Regions from separate parts of the Zea mays genome. Here regions 1, 2 and 3 are each linked to region 4. The links are chromatin contacts, called in public Hi-C maps. All regions are on one chromosome and are shown on one strand. Each heading gives the region's core, a stretch centred on a gene start, on an enhancer-like site or on the middle of the called end of the contact. The rest is flanking DNA. Distances are from core to core; before and after follow the strand shown. Region 1 holds the start of LOC100282207 (2-hydroxy-3-oxopropionate reductase). Region 2 has its middle 98 kb from the start of LOC103653645. Region 3 holds the start of LOC100282695 (nucleic acid binding protein). Region 4 holds the start of LOC103653644 (Calmodulin-binding protein 60 C).

The links. A called contact is a pair of places that touch in the nucleus more often than the background predicts.
Region 1: a Hi-C map of ear shows a contact between it and region 4, with 2.3 times the contacts expected there. The contact joins the promoter of LOC100282207 here to the promoter of LOC103653644 in region 4. A contact is called at or near these places in 4 of 25 Hi-C or Micro-C datasets (bundle sheath, ear, leaf and 1 more).
Region 2: a Hi-C map of tassel shows a contact between it and region 4, with 2.9 times the contacts expected there. The contact joins the enhancer-like site here to the promoter of LOC103653644 in region 4. A contact is called at or near these places in 2 of 25 Hi-C or Micro-C datasets (ear and tassel).
Region 3: a Hi-C map of leaf shows a contact between it and region 4, with 2.5 times the contacts expected there. The contact joins the promoter of LOC100282695 here to the promoter of LOC103653644 in region 4. A contact is called at or near these places in 7 of 25 Hi-C or Micro-C datasets (bundle sheath, ear, endosperm and 3 more).

What each region holds. Positions count from the first base shown.
Region 1 is chr4:125,206,004-125,208,899 of Zm-B73-REFERENCE-NAM-5.0, forward strand. LOC100282207 (2-hydroxy-3-oxopropionate reductase) reads left to right here and starts at 1,276. Exons shown (of 8, transcript NM_001155119.2): 1 at 1,276-1,615; 2 at 1,731-1,841; 3 at 1,968-2,069. The coding sequence starts at 1,511.
Region 2 is chr4:125,039,414-125,042,223 of Zm-B73-REFERENCE-NAM-5.0, forward strand. No RefSeq gene overlaps it. Among protein-coding and RNA genes, the nearest start is that of LOC103653645, 98 kb to the left of the region's middle. Within about 2 kb of position 1,423, at least 5 of the 20 cell types and tissues checked have an H3K27ac peak or open chromatin away from gene starts, as enhancers often do. A contact at or near this core is called in tassel, where this site is marked.
Region 3 is chr4:124,463,205-124,465,904 of Zm-B73-REFERENCE-NAM-5.0, forward strand. LOC100282695 (nucleic acid binding protein) reads left to right here and starts at 1,267. Exons shown (of 9, transcript NM_001155602.1): 1 at 1,267-1,388; 2 at 1,544-1,984; 3 at 2,203-2,278; 4 at 2,418-2,493. The coding sequence starts at 1,591.
Region 4 is chr4:124,736,455-124,739,154 of Zm-B73-REFERENCE-NAM-5.0, forward strand. It overlaps LOC103653644 (Calmodulin-binding protein 60 C), which reads left to right and starts at 1,436. Exons shown (of 9, transcript XM_008680484.4): 1 at 1,436-1,690; 2 at 1,783-1,986. The coding sequence starts at 1,862.

The DNA.
Region 1 (2,896 bases), core at 26-2,525, 470 kb after region 4:
TTGGTTTAGTTTCAAACTTCACCAGGGTGTGTCTGAGGTATTTAGGTGCCACTTTGTCCATAGGACCATTTGCTTTTGAGTTTTGGAGCTAGGTGAACACGGTTGATCTTTGAAAATGGGATGAAAAAGACTTAGAGAAAATATTGATTTCCCCCTTTGGGTTCCTTAGTTGAGTATCCAATTTGGGGCTATTTTAGATTCATTTTGGGGAAACTTCCTTGCTATATTTAGTAGATATTTTGGTAATCTTCAACTTGTATAATTAGTCCAACTCATGATAATGTTATCCTCATTGTCTTTTTACCTGATTTATGCATTGTTTCATATGTCTCATGTGAATAGACTTAAGTTTTTTTAGAAACTTTTCTCTCTGTTATAGGCACCATAAGGTTAAGGTAGGCATCTTAGAATAATAAACACTTGCTAACCATTTGATTGCTAAGTTTTGGTTATCTTGGGCTTAACTAAACCACATGTGATAATAGGTCAAGGGTGTGGGTACAGAGTAGAAACCCTGAGTAACACCTGTGGTGTTACAACCCTCCCCCTAAAAAGAATCTCGTCCTGAGATTTGGGTGAGATTATAAGTGGTAAGGAGGTGGGTGACTCTACTGCCTAAACAGGGGTGGTGTACATTTTGAGACATTTTGCCAACCAGCTCTTCGGATGTCATCCTCTTTGCAACTTCAGAAGGAAGCCCTATTATCCTTATCTAGAGGTTCCAATTTTCTTTAAGTAGTGAGGTATGATGGCATCTTAAAAGCAGAAAGCAAGGGGTGTGATGGGGTATGGTTATGTACCAACACTTTTTAATAGGAATTCAGGGTAGTTTCTGCTTAGAAAATCCTCGATCTCCCCTGTAGCTTCTTCTTCGGTGTGGTTGCTCCATTGGACTTTATACATCTTAACTGCAAGCACTCGTACCAGCCTCACAAGTTATGGACCTGAGTAAGTGAACACCAATGGCCCAATCAATAGCCACTGATCCAACGAACCCGTGCCTGATCCAATATGTTCCCTTAGTCCACGTGCTCAGCGACATACTTAAACTATAGCCATTACATCGTGTATTTGACCGTACAAAATACTGTTTTACAGTGAAGACTATACTATTTATATGGTGGAATTTAAAATAGAGATGATAATAAAATAAATAACTGAAGGGCCACAACGACTGTCCGATGCACTGTAGACGGTGGCGATCTAGGCATCCTGCGCTTCTCTCGCTACGTAGACAAGACCACAAAAAAAAAAACACTACGAGTACCATACAGAAGAAAATCGAGGATTGGCTGGGACGGACACAGATAGAGGAGGGTTTGCCCCTGCACACCGCTGCGCTACTGGGAGGAGCACAAGTGTATCGCTGTGGCTGCGGCGCCCGGCAGTCCGCCACAAGCACACGCGCACACAGGGGCCAAGCGCCTACACCTACAGAGGAGAGACAAGGTCTGCCGTCCGCGCGTGCGCGGAAGAGGGGACGGAGGAAGAAGGCTGCCAGCAATCAGAGATGGAGGTGGGGTTCTTGGGTCTGGGCATCATGGGCAAGGCAATGGCGACCAACCTCCTCCGCCACGGCTTCCGCGTCACCGTCTGGAACAGGACCCTCGCCAAGGTATTGCATCGGAACCGCTGCGCCCGCGCCCTTATGTTCTGCTGAAATCCGAATCCGTCGCCTCCCGTCCGCACGCGTGCTCCCGAAATCACATCTCCATGACCTCTTCTCCTAGTGCCAAGAGCTCGCCGCGCTCGGCGCCACCGTCGGGGAGACGCCTGCCTCCGTCGTCTCCAAGTGCAGATACACCATCGCCATGCTCTCCGACCCCAGCGCCGCCCTATCAGTTAAGACACGGTTCATATTATTCAGCCGTGGTTCCTCTTTCTTATACAGGATATAGGAAATACGCGACGTTTCATTTTTTTTTCTAATCGATTTCCGGTCCGGCGGTCCCTGTTTTTCCACCTAGGTCGTCTTCGACAAGGATGGCGTGCTCGAGCAGATCGGTAGCGGGAAGGGCTATGTGGACATGTCCACTGTTGACGCTGCAACTTCGACCAAGATTAGCGAGGTATCTCCCTCAGCTGCTTCTGTTTTATCAGATTGCAAAGCCTCTTTTCCTACATTACATTCAGTTCTGGTATCTATTTGGTTTTTGGCTATTGTGCAGCTATAAGATGCCGCTTTCTTTGTTTTTGGCGTCAGTGGTAGATGACGAGGTAGTTTGATTGTCTGGATATCTAGATCGCCACTGAGCAATGGTTGCAGGGATAGACCTTGCATCATATCTTTCCATTTTATCAAGCTTGTCTAATGTATCGTATTCTACTAGTGTTAGCCGTTTTAGGATGAGCAACCTGTTGAAGATATGTCCAAGAGACAATCACAAATAATTCAGATTAGAGTCCAACTCGTATTGGGATTAAAGGTGTAATGGGCCACGACCAATTAATACGCTCTATAAATATATGGGAAGCGGCTAGGATTACATGATAGCTGTCCAATGAGCTTCACCATAAATGGACTTACGAAGTTTATATCTTGTACTGTGGTGTGGAAGGGGAGCCTCATCAGTTCGATTGCTGCAGATGGCTAGGCCGAACCACAGATGGCAAAGATCCTTGAATCGCTCACATGATGATGTGCCCTCATCTTGCTCTAGGGGGTCCTCCTTGCCAGTCGTAGGTGGAGAAGACGAGCTTGCTGAAGTGGGGAACACCTGAACAGTGTTCTTAAGGCGTCGCCTAGGCGACGCTTAGGCGTCCAGGCGCCCGGGCAAAACTGGCCGTCTTGCTCGCCATACCCGCCTAGGCGCCGCCTAGGCGCTAAAGCGGTTTTCTGGTCCACCTGCTCGCCTAGGCGCCTTAAGAACACTGCACCTGAACTGACGTGCGCACG
Region 2 (2,810 bases), core at 173-2,672, 300 kb after region 4:
TTTAAAATTCAAATTTTGCAAACTACCTCGGATGAAAAAAGTGTCAAAATAAAAGTTGTAGAACTTCAAAAGTTATTTATCTTTGTAGTTGACAACTTGTTTTTTTGAATTCGTTTAGGGTCTCAAATAAGCAATTTACACTCAAATGGTTGTAATATGTGGAGAAAACAACTACAAACTAGACCCAAGACATGTCATAGACGGAGTGGTAGGGGAGGGTACGCGCGAGGGTGAGGTCGCCGGTTCGAATACTAGCAACCGCGTAGCGCGCGAATTTTGCGCGAAAAATGCCGCGACTTGCGCCGGGCGGGTGGGGTGGGCCTAATAAAAATAAATTTTTTAACTATTTTTAAAATATGTTTTATGTTTCCTGGAAACGATTTGCACTGGCGGTTTTATTACGTCGACCGCCAGTGAAAATCGATTTTCACTGGCGGTTTTATTACGCCGACCGCCAGTAAAAATCGATTTTCACTGGCGGTCCTCAGTTACCCGCCTGTACAAATGATGATTTCTACTGGCCCCTAGCACTGGCGGTTACGAAAAACGACACTATAAATAGGTTTACAACCGCCACTATAGAACTTCTCTGTACTAGTGGCGGTCTAGCTCATGTGTATGATTTTGTGCGTACGTGTACCTTTTCAGAAAAAATAAAAATAAGTACGATTTTGTGTCGCTTCAGCTTTTGAATGTCCGGGGCCGTTAAGCTATCTCTAGTAAAAGCATCTATTTATCTTTTCATAAAAATTATATTTTACATGTAATATCTTATTTATCTAGTTTAGATAGTCAAGTGGCTAGCTAAATTTATCTAGTAAGGTAGTTAATTTAAAGAGTCGGATAGCTTGACGAGTTAAATAGCTAGTGTGTTAAATAGTTGTTTTACCGTTAAATAGCCAAAATTTGGTTTGACGAGTCATTTAGCTAGTTTATTGAAGATGCTCATGTCCATAAACGTGCAAAACACTCGTTGTATAATGTATTATTTATAGAATGGAGTTTGAAATAGAAATTCAGATAGATAATGTGATAGAGAGAGGCTGCTGGACATAGTTTAGATGGTGTTTTTATTTTATTATATTTTAGTCTCTAGATTGCTAAATATGTAAACTAAAATATTTCATATTTGATAATGTACAAACTAAAATGTAATAAAATATATAGACTAAAAATTAGTCCCTATAAACTAAACACTTCATTAAACTATCTCTAGCGGACAATAGTTTACCTATTTTCTTTCAAACTTTACTCTATAAACAATCACAAGACGATTACTCGATCAAGAAAGCATCTATCCGCGTCTGCCGATCTACGGGCTCGGCTTGTTTCGCGTTTGCCCAGTCGTGTCGTGTGCACGTGTGCTGGCGCGGTCGTTTCTCGTCTGACGCGTTTGGGAGAAATAAAATTTTCCACACGAGATGTCTTCATACATGAACTACGCGTTTGGTTCGGTTGCCAGCCTGCTTTGCCTTACCTTGCTGTGCAAGGCAAACCTTGCCAGGCTGGGCGAGCCTATTTTATCCCTAATCCCTCTATAGTATTTCTGGAGATAGTATTACCGTCAACACTAACCTCAAGCAATGCTACCTAGACACAAACAAATATTCCCTCTATTTCAAAATATAATTCGTTTTAATTAAAAATATATTCATAATTAACCTACAAATATAGTTTGTATGTATGTATATATTTATTATTGTTCTAATAAATGTATAATAAATGTAGACAACCCTCTAAGTTTAGCCTATGACTAGTCAACCCACTAAACTAACATTTGGTTTAATTACTCCCTCCGGCTATTTAAGTCGGTCCAGTTTACCAATTCAAAAGAGTTTCCTTTTTATGTATAAATTGTTTCTTAGTTTTAAATTTTGTGAGTGATAAAGGACATCGTGTTTTGTGTTAAAATGCATTATTAAATTTTTTTATCCTTATATTTTGTACAATATTGTATCGCTAGTGTTAATTTATTATTAAATTTTCTAAGCTATCAAATAATGGCAAAAGATAAAGACACACTTAATATGATTCAACAGACGTTGAATTGTCTGAATCAGAGTTGGTTGATCATAAACCCTCTTGATGATTTGATTTAGAATTTAGTGTTTGTAGGATCCTTGGATGTAGCTAAACATATTGATACTTAGGACCAGGGCGAACGTTCCCTTGCATAGTGTTTGTAGGATCCTTGGATGCATAGCTAAAAATATTTAGTGCCTAGGATGGCTTTGCAAGAAGAACTTGGCTTGATCTCTTAAGAAGTCAGAGAGGTGGTTGACCAGGTTGGAGGCGATGCTTCAATTAATATTGTTGTACATCCTGATTTAGGGGCTGTTTGGTAGCACGACTAAGCCGTCACGCCGCACCACAGTTTTACCGCAGCAGGTGTGGCGGCCGATTCGACCGCCGCGGCTTAGGCACGGCGTGGCGCGGGAGGCCACACACCAAACTAGCCTTTAGTTCGCTCGCCTAGTGAGGCTAGAGATGTGGGCAGCGAAGATGCTTTGAGGAAATTGTTTGTATGTGAAGGTACCACCATCGCTTCTGTAGACTTCGACAATGATGATGAGCCTAAAGAAGAGTTAGTTGGTTAAACGATTCTATTATTGATGTCAAAGTTGCTGCTCGTGTTTTTGGTTGACTCAAGGCAATACCACTAATTAGCTTTTTGCACATTTACTCTTCAGTTTTTGTTTATTGTATGTTTATTTTGCTATTTTTGTTAGGTGATATCTATTGGTTACTCATTTTCGATTATTGTAAACCAAAAACAAGACAACATACTATTAAACATTAAGGACTTTCGT
Region 3 (2,700 bases), core at 17-2,516, 270 kb before region 4:
ACGTCACCGACGCCGTGATTAGGGGAAGCGAGACGCGCGTGATGCGGGGCAGGGGGAGGCGACAGCTGCTGATCGGCGGGACAGGGGGTATGATTAGGGGAAGGAGGAGGCGGCAGCCGCGGATCGGCGGGACAAAGGGCGATAGGATAATAGGCCACCAAGTGGAACAATAAAACATCATTTTTCATAGAGAACTGGTTAACAACAAACCAAACCAATGGAATAGAGGGTGAGAAGAAGGGGACGATGTATTGTGTGCCATCGAATTCCAAAGCAAATAAGCGTATGTCTTGTCTATCTCACCAGAATCAGCTTACTTGTTCACGAGGATCTCAAGATTCGGGAGGCTCTTGGCAACGGGGTTGTTCTTCGTGGCATAATTGAATAGGGAAATCAACTTCTTACAGGAGCATTGCTCGACAGCAAGGAGGACTGCGACGAGAAGCGACTGGGTGACCTCCTCATCGTCGGCTATGGCGTCAGCGCCGCAGGGGAGGTGAAGATGTCATTGGCGTCCCCAACTTCCTCCCACATCGAGCTCAAGTTGTCCCTCAGCGCCATCTTGGATCTGGGGAATAGAAGGCTTTGGGGGAAGGGATCCACCGCGGTGGAGCGAGAGACATCGGATGGGATCTTGGGAGAAGAGGAAGCGAGAGAGAGGGTGGGGGGTCGAGTTAGGGTTTGAATGGAATATGGTGCTGTAGGTGGTGGCAGTGACCAGGAAATGGTCGAGCGGAGTAGAAGTCAGAGACGGAGCGTAGTGGCGTGGGTGTCGTGGATGTGGCGGCCAGCGCCAGTGGGAAGAAGAGGAGCTCGAGTTGGTGGGGATGGCCTTACCGTGGGCGGCGGTGGCGGCAGGCTGCTGCGGCGGGGCGGCTTCTTGCTCTGTGGCGGCGGGGGAGGTACCTCGCGTGTTGGCTGTCTAGCGCCATGGATAGAATGTGCGCGGTGGGGGAGGCGCAGTTTCTGGGGGAGCGCGGTGGGGAGGCGACTGAGAATGGCATACGCGCGGTGGCAGAACGTGACGTACGGGTGTAGACGCCTACAATGAAATTTTATAAAGTAGTAGAGATATATATTTTTGTGCCGGCTAAACTGGCCCTTAGAGCGAAGCCGCCACCTCTCTTTTCGTTCCAGCGAGACCCGTTCTGCCACGGTCTATAATCGCAAAAATCTCGACACAAGGCGAAACGGGATCGCCCGCCCAGTCCACGCACCAAATTTCCATTCCATCTTACCTGCTTGAGTACTACTCTCCCGTTCACCACGTTCACTCCGTATCTCTCGTGCCTTTTTCCTTTCCTGGTTGCGACGAGCCGACGACTGGGCGGACGCCGCTGCCGCCCTACGCCAGGTCTTCGTCGGCCCCTTCGACGAGCACACACAAGGTATGCCATCTCTTCTCCTCCCTTCCTTTCCCTTTCCTTCCTGCCGTGCGAAACCGAGCACCCAATGAACTCTCCGTGGTTTCGGACCCAAACCCTAACGTAAGCTATCTGTGTTTTGGGTTGACATAATTACGAGTATATACTGTTCGCTGCAGATTCAGTCGGGAATGTTGAATGCATAGTGTAATTTCTGCGCAAAAAGATGGCATCAGACGAGTTCATCAGCCTTGACGCACCTTGTGAGGCTGATGCGAAAGATGAAGGGGGAGACGTTCAGGTTAAAGCTCCTGATGTGAGTGGGATGGAGCCTCTGGTATCGGATCTCCAACCAGAAGGGAAAGCTGGTGCTGTGGGTAGTAATCCCAAGACATCTGCTGGGAACCTGGATCTTGAAGAGGGGCAAGTGGAAGATATGGACCTCGCGGATGATGACGTAGTGGTTGGAAAGGATCAGCTATTAGATGCTTCCATTCAGCCCGAGATCAGTGTTGCAGCTGTGCAGACTGTGATTGGTTTTGAGGTCAAGCTGGACAAGGGGGACGGGACTGAAAATGAAATAATTTATGAGTCAAACAGCATCTCTATTGAAGAAAGTCGTATCCTATTGAATGGAATATTATGTATTTCTTCTAATATACTTGTGCAACTGCAAGTGTCTATGTTTTCTGAAGATTCATTTGTTTCCATTGAATCCTTGGAACTGTACTTGCATAAGAAGTGCAGACTCTTGCTTATACTCCTGGGACCCTAAACATGTTATTGTGATCTGGGGGGAATTTATAGTTGTTGTTGTTCCTTGATGTGGCATTTTTAGCCTCAAGAGGAGTTAAAAGAGCCCGTGTGGAATCAAAGGAACCTTCTGTTCGTGTCATCTACAGTGACTTGACAAGGTTAATTACAAGATGCTTTCCATTCTCACTAATATATATGGTAGCACATGACATTTTGTCGTACCAACTTTCATGCTCCAGAAAATATTTGTAAATCATTTGGTTATCTTTTAATAGTATTGGTATCTTAATATCTCAGGGAAAGCAAACGAAAGCTTATGCAATTGATGCAACAATGGTCTGAGTGGCAGGCTAGAAGGATGCACCATTTGGAGGTACTGTTCCCTATAATTATGTATGCTTCTAGTGTATGTGCCTCCATTTTTATCTGTATATCCTTAGTCTTTGACAGTGCCATAGATGAGTCTAGCTGTTTCTACTGTGGGGATATGGGGGAGTAGAAATAATGGAACATGACAGAACTTGTTCCAGTTCTTGCAATTTTGAATCTTTCTTACTCACTCAAGTGTTACCACAGTGAT
Region 4 (2,700 bases), core at 186-2,685:
TGCCTAACGAGGATTAAGTTGCTTGCTATATCTTCTCCGGTTATCACATCTGCCAGATGTCTGTTTCCATGCTCCATAGGTACCTTTTAGTCCATTGGTGTTGGGGCAGAATAAAAGGCAACATTGAGCATATGCACCATTTGTTGTAGATGGTTGATCAGTCATTGCGCTGTTTGAAATTCCATCGGATAGGTACGATGCAACTCCTCAAGCACCTGATCATGTCAGAGTTAATGCATTCTAAGTGTAACAAGCAAGTTAATGCAAATGCTTATGATGACATGTCAGAGTTTTAGTTCACGTAACACCAGGGGTGTTACACCCGCCGTCGCTTGCCCTCTGGATCGAGGAGCCATCGCCACCATGCCACCGACCTGGGAACCGCCGCCACTACTCCGGATCGAGGAACCTACGCCACCGCGTGTCCGGGTTGGGGAGTCGTGACCACCACAGTCACCGGCCGAGGGTCCGCCGCCGCGCGCGCTCTTGGGCAACCGCCGACGTCGCACGCGCCTGGGTGGGTGTCGTCGCTAATGGATCGGGATGGGGCGTGAAAAACTGAATCCTAGCCCTCTGGGTCTTCTTTTATAGACGCCTGGACCTGGTTCGGCTCGACCGGATTGCACCGTCTGACCTAGGCTTCCTCTAGTTATTGGAAGCACAAAGCTCGTAATATATATATATATATATATATATATGTATATATATATATCCATTGCGAGTACGCGAGTTAACGTATACAATATTTTCATACCCGCGAGAAAACCCATTAGATTGAGAATCAAAGCCGCATCTGTACCCGCGGGTACAAATCACACACAAACCCACACCATTTATGGTTTTTATCCGTGGGCACGTGGGTTTTATAGGGGTTTATTGTGAGTTGATCCATCACCAACTAATTTCTCATAGTTAGTTAGTTGGTACTAACACGAGGAATAAGACCATTCGACCAAATTTGAGGAATAAACTCACAATACATCTCATCTTGGATGCAGTGATTTCTCAAACCAAACAACCCTTTATTATATGTTCAATTCTACCAAATCTATATATATCAGAGGGTTTTAATCCCTAATAAGTCAAAATCTCTCTCAATTAATATCAATCTTCTTTAGTCCATATAAATTGAATAGAACCGAATAATTAATGTACCCATTGCCATCCGTATTCTGATTGGCCATCTTTGCGCGGAGCCGCTTCATGCACCCCACCATGTCACCACCTTGTCAACCCCCACTATTCCATCCACAAACTGACACGTGGGCCCGATGTTTCTAGGGCCTGCGTGTCATTTTCTGTCAGGCCCCGGACCTCCGATATCGTGGGCCTGGAAAGTCGGTGAGCGAGAGCCGTGCCGGAGTGGCTCACGGCCAGGTAGGCGAAGGGCGGCAAGTAAACAAACACATTTGAGCGGTAAAGAAAGGCGGAGGCTCGCGAGAGCGAGCATAGGCCACAGGCACAGCGCCCCCCCCCCCCCCCCCCCCCCCCCCCCCCCAGCGAGCATAGGCCACAGGCACAGCCCCCCCCCCCCCCCCCCCCCCCCCCCCCCCCCCCCCCCCCCGAAGAACGGCGCTCGCCTCCTGCTCCGCCGCACTCCCCAGAGGTCCAGAGCACAGATCTCTCTCCGCAGTTCGGCCTCGCGATTCCGCGGGAGACTGTTCTACTTCTCGCCGGCGACGCCGATTCGGTACCGCGCCGCTTCTCTTCGTTTCGGCTTGCGTTCCTGCATTCATGGTGATTATTCGGGTTTTTTTTTACCTGGGTTTGTAATGGGCGCAGATCTGACGGGCACACATCAGAAGGCTGGAGGAGGGCACTGGGAGCCGAGGGGGAGGCTAAGGGTCAGGATTCGGGCGCGATGCCGCGCCCGGGACGACTTCAGCGGTCGGGGTCCAAGCGCGGGCTGGACCCCACCGGTGGTGGCGGCGGCGGCGACAACGACGACCATGCGCCCAAGCGCCCGCGCATCCCTGCCCTCGCTAGGTGCGCGTGTGTTAATGCTTTGATTCTGCTACCTAGAGTTTTGTCATTTGCTAAGGTTTAGATTCCATGCCTAGGTTGTTGCCGGTTTGAGACTGCAAGACATTTGAAACCTTTGCTTTGGTTTGATTCAGATGACTGGCTGAAGTAGTGAACTAGTAATTGCTATGCTAGTGCTGCTGTTGCTGTTTTGCTTAGTATCAGTAGTTTGTACAAATGAGTGCAGAAACAGGAAGTTTGCCTATGAGTCATTTTGTCGATTTGAGTAGCTCTCGGACTGAGAGCTCCAGCTTGAGTTTGGTTTGGTGAGGATAACACATGTGGAAACTACCTTTTATTCTGAGATGAGACACGAATTGCTAGAAAAAGGAAGTGTCTTAATTGGACAGACCCAGTGTTGACGGCTCCCATATGAGTGAGGTTTGGGTACGGAATAACTGAGGCAGCCTTATCCATGCATTTTGGCAGAGAAGCTGCATGGAACCAGGATCTTTGATTCGGTGGGAAGGCTTCTCACTACTGAGCCAGGCCTGTCCTTATGTGTTAAGTAGATAAGTATGAACCTAAAATGCACTCTGGTCCATGCGAAAGGATTTTTTTTGGGGGGGGGGGGGGGGGGGAGTTCTGGGTGTTTGCTCTTTTGGCTGTTGGGTGCTCTCCAGCTCAGTCAGAGCACCAACTTACTGAGACCAAAGATGGTAAAGGCATTATGTAGTT